Regions from separate parts of the Anas platyrhynchos genome. Here region 2 is linked to region 1. Evidence: chromatin contacts called from public Hi-C data. All regions are on one chromosome and are shown on one strand. Each heading gives the region's core, a stretch centred on a gene start, on an enhancer-like site or on the middle of the called end of the contact. The rest is flanking DNA. Distances are from core to core; before and after follow the strand shown.

What was found. A called contact is a pair of places that touch in the nucleus more often than the background predicts.
Region 2: a Hi-C map of skeletal muscle shows a contact between it and region 1, with 1.5 times the contacts expected there. The contact joins two enhancer-like sites. A contact is called at or near these places in 3 of 8 Hi-C or Micro-C datasets (liver, skeletal muscle and small yellow follicle).

What each region holds. Positions count from the first base shown.
Region 1 is chr16:10,915,582-10,919,227 of IASCAAS_PekinDuck_T2T, reverse strand. All of the region lies in intron 3 of ARVCF (ARVCF delta catenin family member), which reads left to right. Among named protein-coding and RNA genes, the nearest start is that of ARVCF, 120 kb to the left of the region's middle. Within about 2 kb of position 1,482, at least 2 of the 8 cell types and tissues checked have an H3K27ac peak or open chromatin away from gene starts, as enhancers often do.
Region 2 is chr16:10,961,337-10,964,939 of IASCAAS_PekinDuck_T2T, reverse strand. The region is part of intron 3 of ARVCF (ARVCF delta catenin family member); the gene reads left to right. Among named protein-coding and RNA genes, the nearest start is that of ARVCF, 77 kb to the left of the region's middle. Within about 2 kb of position 1,754, at least 2 of the 8 cell types and tissues checked have an H3K27ac peak or open chromatin away from gene starts, as enhancers often do.

The DNA of each region.
Region 1 (3,646 bases), core at 233-2,732:
AGCCAAGGTATTAACAAAACAGAGGTGAAAGGAAGGCAGGCAGTGGGGAAAGAGTGGGAATGAGCAAACTTGAAAGAAATTGCATACTGTTTTATTTTGTTTTGTTTCGTTTTGTTTCTGTTAACACCCTTGTGAGGAGAAAAACCCACAGACATCCTTCCAATAAATAATACCCCAGAAGGACATCTTGAAATGCCAATAATCCACCAATTTAATAATAATACAAAATTGGGCTTTCTTCACTTTGCAAATGTGTTTTCCTGTTCAAGGAAAATCAAGTTAAGGAACAAAGCTGCAGAATATTTTCATAGTTAAGATTTGGATCCTTTATATTTCAACTTACTTTCCAGAAAAATAGCATCTCTTTTAAAACTGACAAACACATTTTCCTTTATTTATATATATATATTTATTATTTTTTGAGTTATTTCTTAGCCATAACTAAGCACCAGTATTCTTCAATCTGTATGTTAATCTGAGGTACCTGTGACTTCTGCCAAAAATGACAGTTTGTGAATTGAGGGTCAGTTTCCAGTAAAAGGTGAACTCTAAAGCACACCAGAACACATGGTGAGAATGAAGGAAAATACAAGATTAGCTCAAGTTGCATTTCTAAGAAAATACCGTTAAGTTAACCATTCTAAGTTGCAGTTTGGGCAACAATAACTCTTCTGTCTGTATTTTATTAGATTTATTTGAGATTCTTTGCTCCACACTGACATAGTGTGGTCTGTTAGAACATAAAGACTATTTCCAGTGCTTTGACAGTAAGAACATGGGTGCGTTAGTATTGTACGTATGTTAGAATATATGCAGAGAAGAAAGGAAAATGGGATATGAGCAGCACTGAGTGCTCAGCTTCCCCCCCCCCCCCCCCCCCCCCCCCCGCATACAGAATGCAGTTTCATCTCTGCTTAAACTTCTATTTAATTACTTGGTTTGTAGTGCCTCTTGGCTGTAGAGCATTTTTTCCTTGGTTATATAATATATTTGTGCTCATGTTAAGGGACTGACAGCATGGAAGATGACATGCATTGCTTGCCTTACAGGTAAGGTCAGGTACAGACAACAAGGCTGTAGGTTCATGACAGCTCCCTGCTATTTCCTGATACGATGCCAAATACCTGGAAAAAAATCGTCAGTAGTTAACCTGTGCACATTCCACTTGTACTGGTACTGAGCAGATCGCAAATGTGAAAGACTTCCTAGGGATAGTCCTAATTCTTTTATAAATCCATCTGAGACCATTGAAATGTAAGTTCTGATTTGAGGGTGTGGTATGGATGAGACAGACCTCGGTGTCAGAGCTGTGCCACGACTGTTCCCCAGCCAGCTGCTGGTGCCCCATCGCTTTGCTCCTCTAGCTCTGTAATTCATCTCCTGTTTTCTTTTGGCCTGCAGATCACTGTGCAGTTATGCATGCACTAGCTATGCCGTTAGCCTGATCCTGTAAATTCAGTACGTATGAGTGGTCTTACTGAACTTCTAGGAATGACCAGGGTCAGGTTTCAGGTTCTGCCTATGTGCAACTATTCAAAGGATGCAGGGGGTGGGGACTTGGGAATATGATTCCCATGGGAGAATGAGTCTTTGAGTTCTTGGGTCAGAATTCAGTGTGAGTTGAGGGGGAATCGCTGTACCTGTGAATCCCAGCACAGTTAGGAACTAGGAGCCTTTACTCAGCTGCCTTCCAGGGGAGCATGGTTCTTGCCATGCATGAGGCATGGTTCTAACCCAGCTTCTGCTGTGCTGGGAACAATATCATCAAGTTTAGCTTGGAGGTCAGAGCTTTTGTCTCCTTTATTTATTTATTTATTTATTTTTATTATATGGACGTTGTCCCGTCTCTGTGAAAGCAGCAGCTCCAGGTTTACAGTGAGAGTCAGGATCTTTTGTTGATAGCTCAGCAACAGTAGAAACTGGGAGCATCAGATGCTGCTTCTCAGAGGCAAAGTACTGCTGGTCGCTTATGACAATGTTGCTAAGCCAGCCTGCATCTTACAGGAATTCAGCCAGAGCACTAGCTCTCTTGGAATTAGTGCAGGTGTTCTAAAAAAAGAGCTTCCAAAGTGACAGTAAAACTACTGCGCTCCTGTGAGCTCAAGAAGCTCCTGCTGTTTGCCTTTCTGCTGGGATTAGCCAAATTCCAAGAGAAGTCATAGAACCTGCTTCCACTATTGCAGGAGGAATGTGATGGGACAAGGCTACAAAAGAAAAGGGGTTATGCAGCCTTCGTCATGGTGTATATCAGTTGGAAGCCTCGGAAAGATGGAATCAAGTAGTATTTCTGTGAGAATTTATAATTCCTGGTTCTTCTTTTTCTCATTATAGCTTCTCCCTTATGATTGCTCTTCAGTCTTCATGTGTAAGGCCTTAGATGGCAAAAACATGGATATAAAAGTGAATGGGAATATTAGCATAAATTTCAGCTACAGCTAAGAAGATTTGACCAAATCCATCAGAACCTGTGATGTTCCTTCCCGAAGGGATTTGGTAAGGGAACACCTAAACCCCACTTATTAGAGTTATTTGAGACTCAGCTCTGTTGGCATGCAGCAAAATCCACTCAAAAGCTGATGCATTATCTGAGAAGCGTTTGTTTAAAACTTTGTCTGTAAAGCTAATTTAAAAAGTAGATCCCAAAGGAATCATTTGAAAATTAAAACAGGGAACCAAGCAACTGAGAAACTCGTCTGTCTGGTGAGGAAGGAATTATTTTATTATTTCCAACAGAATGATTTTTTTCAAAAATCAATTTCATATTATTTTATAGTTTTACATGTGTGGTTGAAAATGCGTTAGCTCAAAGATGCATGCCTTTGCGAAACACCTCTTTCTTCTCTCTATAGTCAACAGTAGCCCACCTTCACGTCTCACACTTCCTCTCTGAAGTGCGTGCTCTCAAACTTTGTATGGGAACTGCAAAATTCCAAAGTGCCATCTAATGTCTGTCAGCAGGAGAGCAACTGCCTTATGCTAATGATTACAATAGTGCAAAGCAATGACCACATTTTCCCTAATCATCTCAGAAATATTTTTGCAGTTTCATTTGACTTGGAAAGCCTCACCTTCTTTTGTTTTGTGTGAATTTTTATTGAATGAGGTTTTGGAAGCAACTGAAAGGCAAAGATTTTCTTACTTTGTTTGCCAAGAAGTGTGCAAGTGAGAATAATTTTCCACACCTTTTGGGCCTGGAATTTTGCAAGGTTTAAATCAAAATCATTTAATTTGAATGACAAATTCAGTTTCATAATAATTTTCCTTAATTTTCCATTGCTCTACCAACAGGGCTATGTTTTTTTCTAGTAGTACATACAAGAGAAACACTAAAAAAAAATTCAGCTTGCCTTGTGCACCTTTGTAGGTAAAGGGGCATCTCAGTTGTTCTTTATACGATGTGTTTGACTGTTGCAAGCTCAGTCAGTATAACGTCAGGTAATTATTAAATATGTCTTTAAAAGGCAGGAATATTCAAATGTAAACATTAAAACATTAAAGAGTAATATCAGGCTTGACAGGATTTTTTAGAAATACAACTTTCTAGTCACATTTAACACATTTGCTTCTTGCTAATTAACATGAAAAGCATCTTACCTTCTAAGTTGTGATTTATTTTTCATGTTTTGCTGCTGGTTTATTTCTCAGC
Region 2 (3,603 bases), core at 505-3,004, 45 kb before region 1:
CTCCTCTGTCTTAACATCTTTCTGGCAGATATATTTCATTTGATTTTTGTGTGTGTGTGTTTGTGTGTGGGGGTTAATGGCTTGGCAGGTACAGGGATATTAATAAATAATTCTTAATTATAAGCTCTATTGAATTATTAAAAGAGGAGATAATATCTCTTTATGACAATATTGTACGTAACACAGCTAGCTTATGAAATCAAAAGGGATAAAATAATAATTTGCACAGTCAGATATGTTGAAGCCACAGAGGCCGGGAACAAGACTTGAAGATCATTGATCTGTCTGTGAGCAGAACCAGAGTACAGGCAGGGAGTTCAGCAAAATAACCTGCTGGTGTGTCAATTAAATCTCTCTAGTAAACCATCCAAACAAGTGAGATTCTGCTTCAGGCATTTGGTGTCTGTTTCTCTAGCAGTAGTTTATTCACTACTGGACAATTTTAATGATTAAATAGTAGTTTTCTGTTGTTTGTTTACATCTTCAAGGCACTATCCAACAAGTTTTTGCAGGGACGGTTGCAGTAAATGTCTGAATGATCCTGATTTTAGCGATAGAATAAACAGCTAGCAATCAGTGTTAAATGAGAGGCCAAAACTGAACTGAAGTTCGTAGTTCTCCAGCATTGTCCTGTAGGAAATAACCACGTCATCTTAGACACTGTCTATGATGAAAATACAATATATATGTATGTTATAAAAAGTAGGCGATTTAGCCTATAAAAATTGCGATGTGATTTATTTTTTACCCTGTATTGTCACTTTGTTTTTCAAAATAGGTATGAATGCTGGGCACCAATGATCCCTAGTCATGGACCAGGCATGCATTTAGGTTTTAGAGACAGATTTTTATAACTGACTGTTGAAGATTTTGAATTATTTTGAAGGATGGGAGTCTAGATGTAAACTTACTCTCTCTGTGTCAGCTTAATTAAACTTGGTTCTTCTGTATTTACAGAAACAGAAGGACTCACTTAACTCACTCCAGAGACGTACTATATGAGGGTGTCTTAGATTAGTTTCATCATAGCGAAGTGAGCGGCAGTCAAGGTTATGTTTACAACTTTATTTCTATTACCTTATGAAACTCCCAGGGACATTTGAGTTTGCAGCGTACCGTTTCTTGTTCTGGAGAACTTCCAGAACAAATTAACAAATTTGGTTGCAGGCAAAACAGCTTTAGAAGACCCATCTGAAGTGCAAAATACTGTAAAGACAACGACTGTATTAGGTTGTACGAAGTAAATAAAAACTAGTTTTAGATTACATCACATTAAAATGTAGGACCATATGGCCTAGCCCTGTTTCGCTTACGATAAATGCGGTGTACTCCAAAATCTGCCTCAAGTTTCTGTTGCTTCTCAGGTTGTCATGGGAGCTTCTGACACAATACTGAGAAGATAAAAAGAAAAAAGCTGAGCGAGCTCTGAGTGCAGTGTTGTGGTGGAATAGACGAAGGATGAACTTGAAGACACTGCCAATTTCTCCATGAGAAACCTAGTATAATATACAATAAGAAATATGTAGAAAATTGATACCTTTGGTACTCAAAAGTGTTCAGAAGCATCCCCCAGATTTGTAATTTACAATCTACTGTGGATTGTATAATTTCCTGCCTTTCCTTGCAGGAGGGATCATTTGATGGAAAGACTGATCGTGCAAGGGTCTGGCTGCAAACCACAGTGTTGTGCCATGTTTCAGGGAGCTGAGAGAAATGCTTGTTGTGCTATTCTGTAGTGTTTGGGCTGTGCTATAGATGTTTTCTACTGCTGTAGTAGAACATCGAGATTCATTATCTAGGATAGCAGGCTACTTTCCTTCTGTGTGTAACATTATCCTGAGAAAGCAGTACTGTAATTTTGTTTGTTTGTACTTTTCCTTGGCATCAGGTATTGGCCACTGTTAGGGTAGAAGTCCGGAGTACTGGAATAGCTGAAATAGCCAGTCTTCTTGCGCTGAAGTTGAATTTGTTCCAATTTCTACGTATTTTTAGATACTGTAGCATGAAACTTCATGCCCTCCAAACCATGGCTTCAGGGCAGTAGCACTCCTGTGGCAGTTCCCCTGATGCCAGTAGGACTGATGGCATGAGCACAGAGCACAATCTGTGTCCGTTCTTTTCTCATTACTTAATGAAGCACATTAACTATCACAGCTTGTTCTTCAGAGTAAATTTTGACACAGTCTATACATTTATGCATAAATTTCAAGTAGAAAGGGGAATATTTCTCTGTGTAATGAGAATTTGTAGTAGTACCTGTTGTTCTAGGCAGTATGGTTATTAATAGAGTGGAGAAATTTTAAGTCCAAGGGCTGCCTATGGTGAATGAGTCTGAATAAATTGGTATAATAAACTGAAAGGAAAACACAGCACTTAGAATGGCATTTTCAGCTTTCTTCACGTGTTTCTGTATAAAGAGGATTTTTTAATGATCTGATTTCTTTCTCAGGTGGACTCAGAAGAGCAGTTTTACATAAAGAAGGAACAAAGTGAATGTTACACAATTTTACAGTGACGGGAGAAATAAAATTTCAAGGTTATGACTGGGTAACTTATATTACCAGATATGATTCAAGATGAACACTGTGCCCACGTTACCCCATTTGATTTAACTGCATCCTCTTTAATGAAATGGAAATATAAAACGATCAGAATTCCACTTGGGGACATTCCTCTCTAAACCAAGAAAAAGTATACTTCTGTCCTCTAAAATTAGTTCAATTATCTCAATTTAAGTGTGATTTTTAAGTCTCACGGTTTTGGATACAGCTTGACAGCTTTGGTTACTTTTATTTTGCTCTAACTTTCTACTTCCCTAACCAAGTAAGAGGGTGTCGGTATCCTTTCCTAACTTTTGTAACAACTATGCTTGATTTTGTATATGCGTAAGTGTTTATCACTGCTGTTGTGCCCATCAAACCCTTATCTGTACAGCACCCTCTCTCACACACACACACAAAGTTATGTTTATGGAGACTTACTGCAAAATAGTTTTATAACCTGAAGTACTTGTGGCAAATCAAAGGGAAATACTGTGGCATCTGTTTTTCACTGCTGACTTTTAATTGCAACTGCTACAAATTTAACAGCTAGCAGCTGACTTAATTGTGAAGAGCAACAAACCAGGCTATTCTTCATGCTTCCTTACATTTTTCATGCATACTTCCATTCTTGGTTACATGGTTTAATGTTGGACTTGGCAGTGCTAGGCTAAAGGTTGGACCAGATGATCTTAGAGGTCTTTTCCAATCTAAATGATTCAGTGATTCTCTCTACGATAAGTTTTATTTTTGCTTCAGTGTGCTTTTGGGATAGGAATGAAACCACTCTGTAACGTTCTTAAACTTCAGACCAAAAAAAAAAAAAAAAAGGAACACTGCCCTCTGCCAAAATAAACGCATGGAAAAGGACCCAGAAAAAAAGAAAGAACATAGGAAGATCTGAGAAGATCTTTAAAAAAAAATTACAGGCTTCCTGTAAGTTTTTTGTTTCACTTTAGGTGAGTTAATCCTAACCCCTCAACCATCAGTGGGAATTTAGGTACCTAAAGATCTTGGTGAACTTGGTCAGAGCTTCTCTTTACCTCCTGCTCTGCAGACCAAT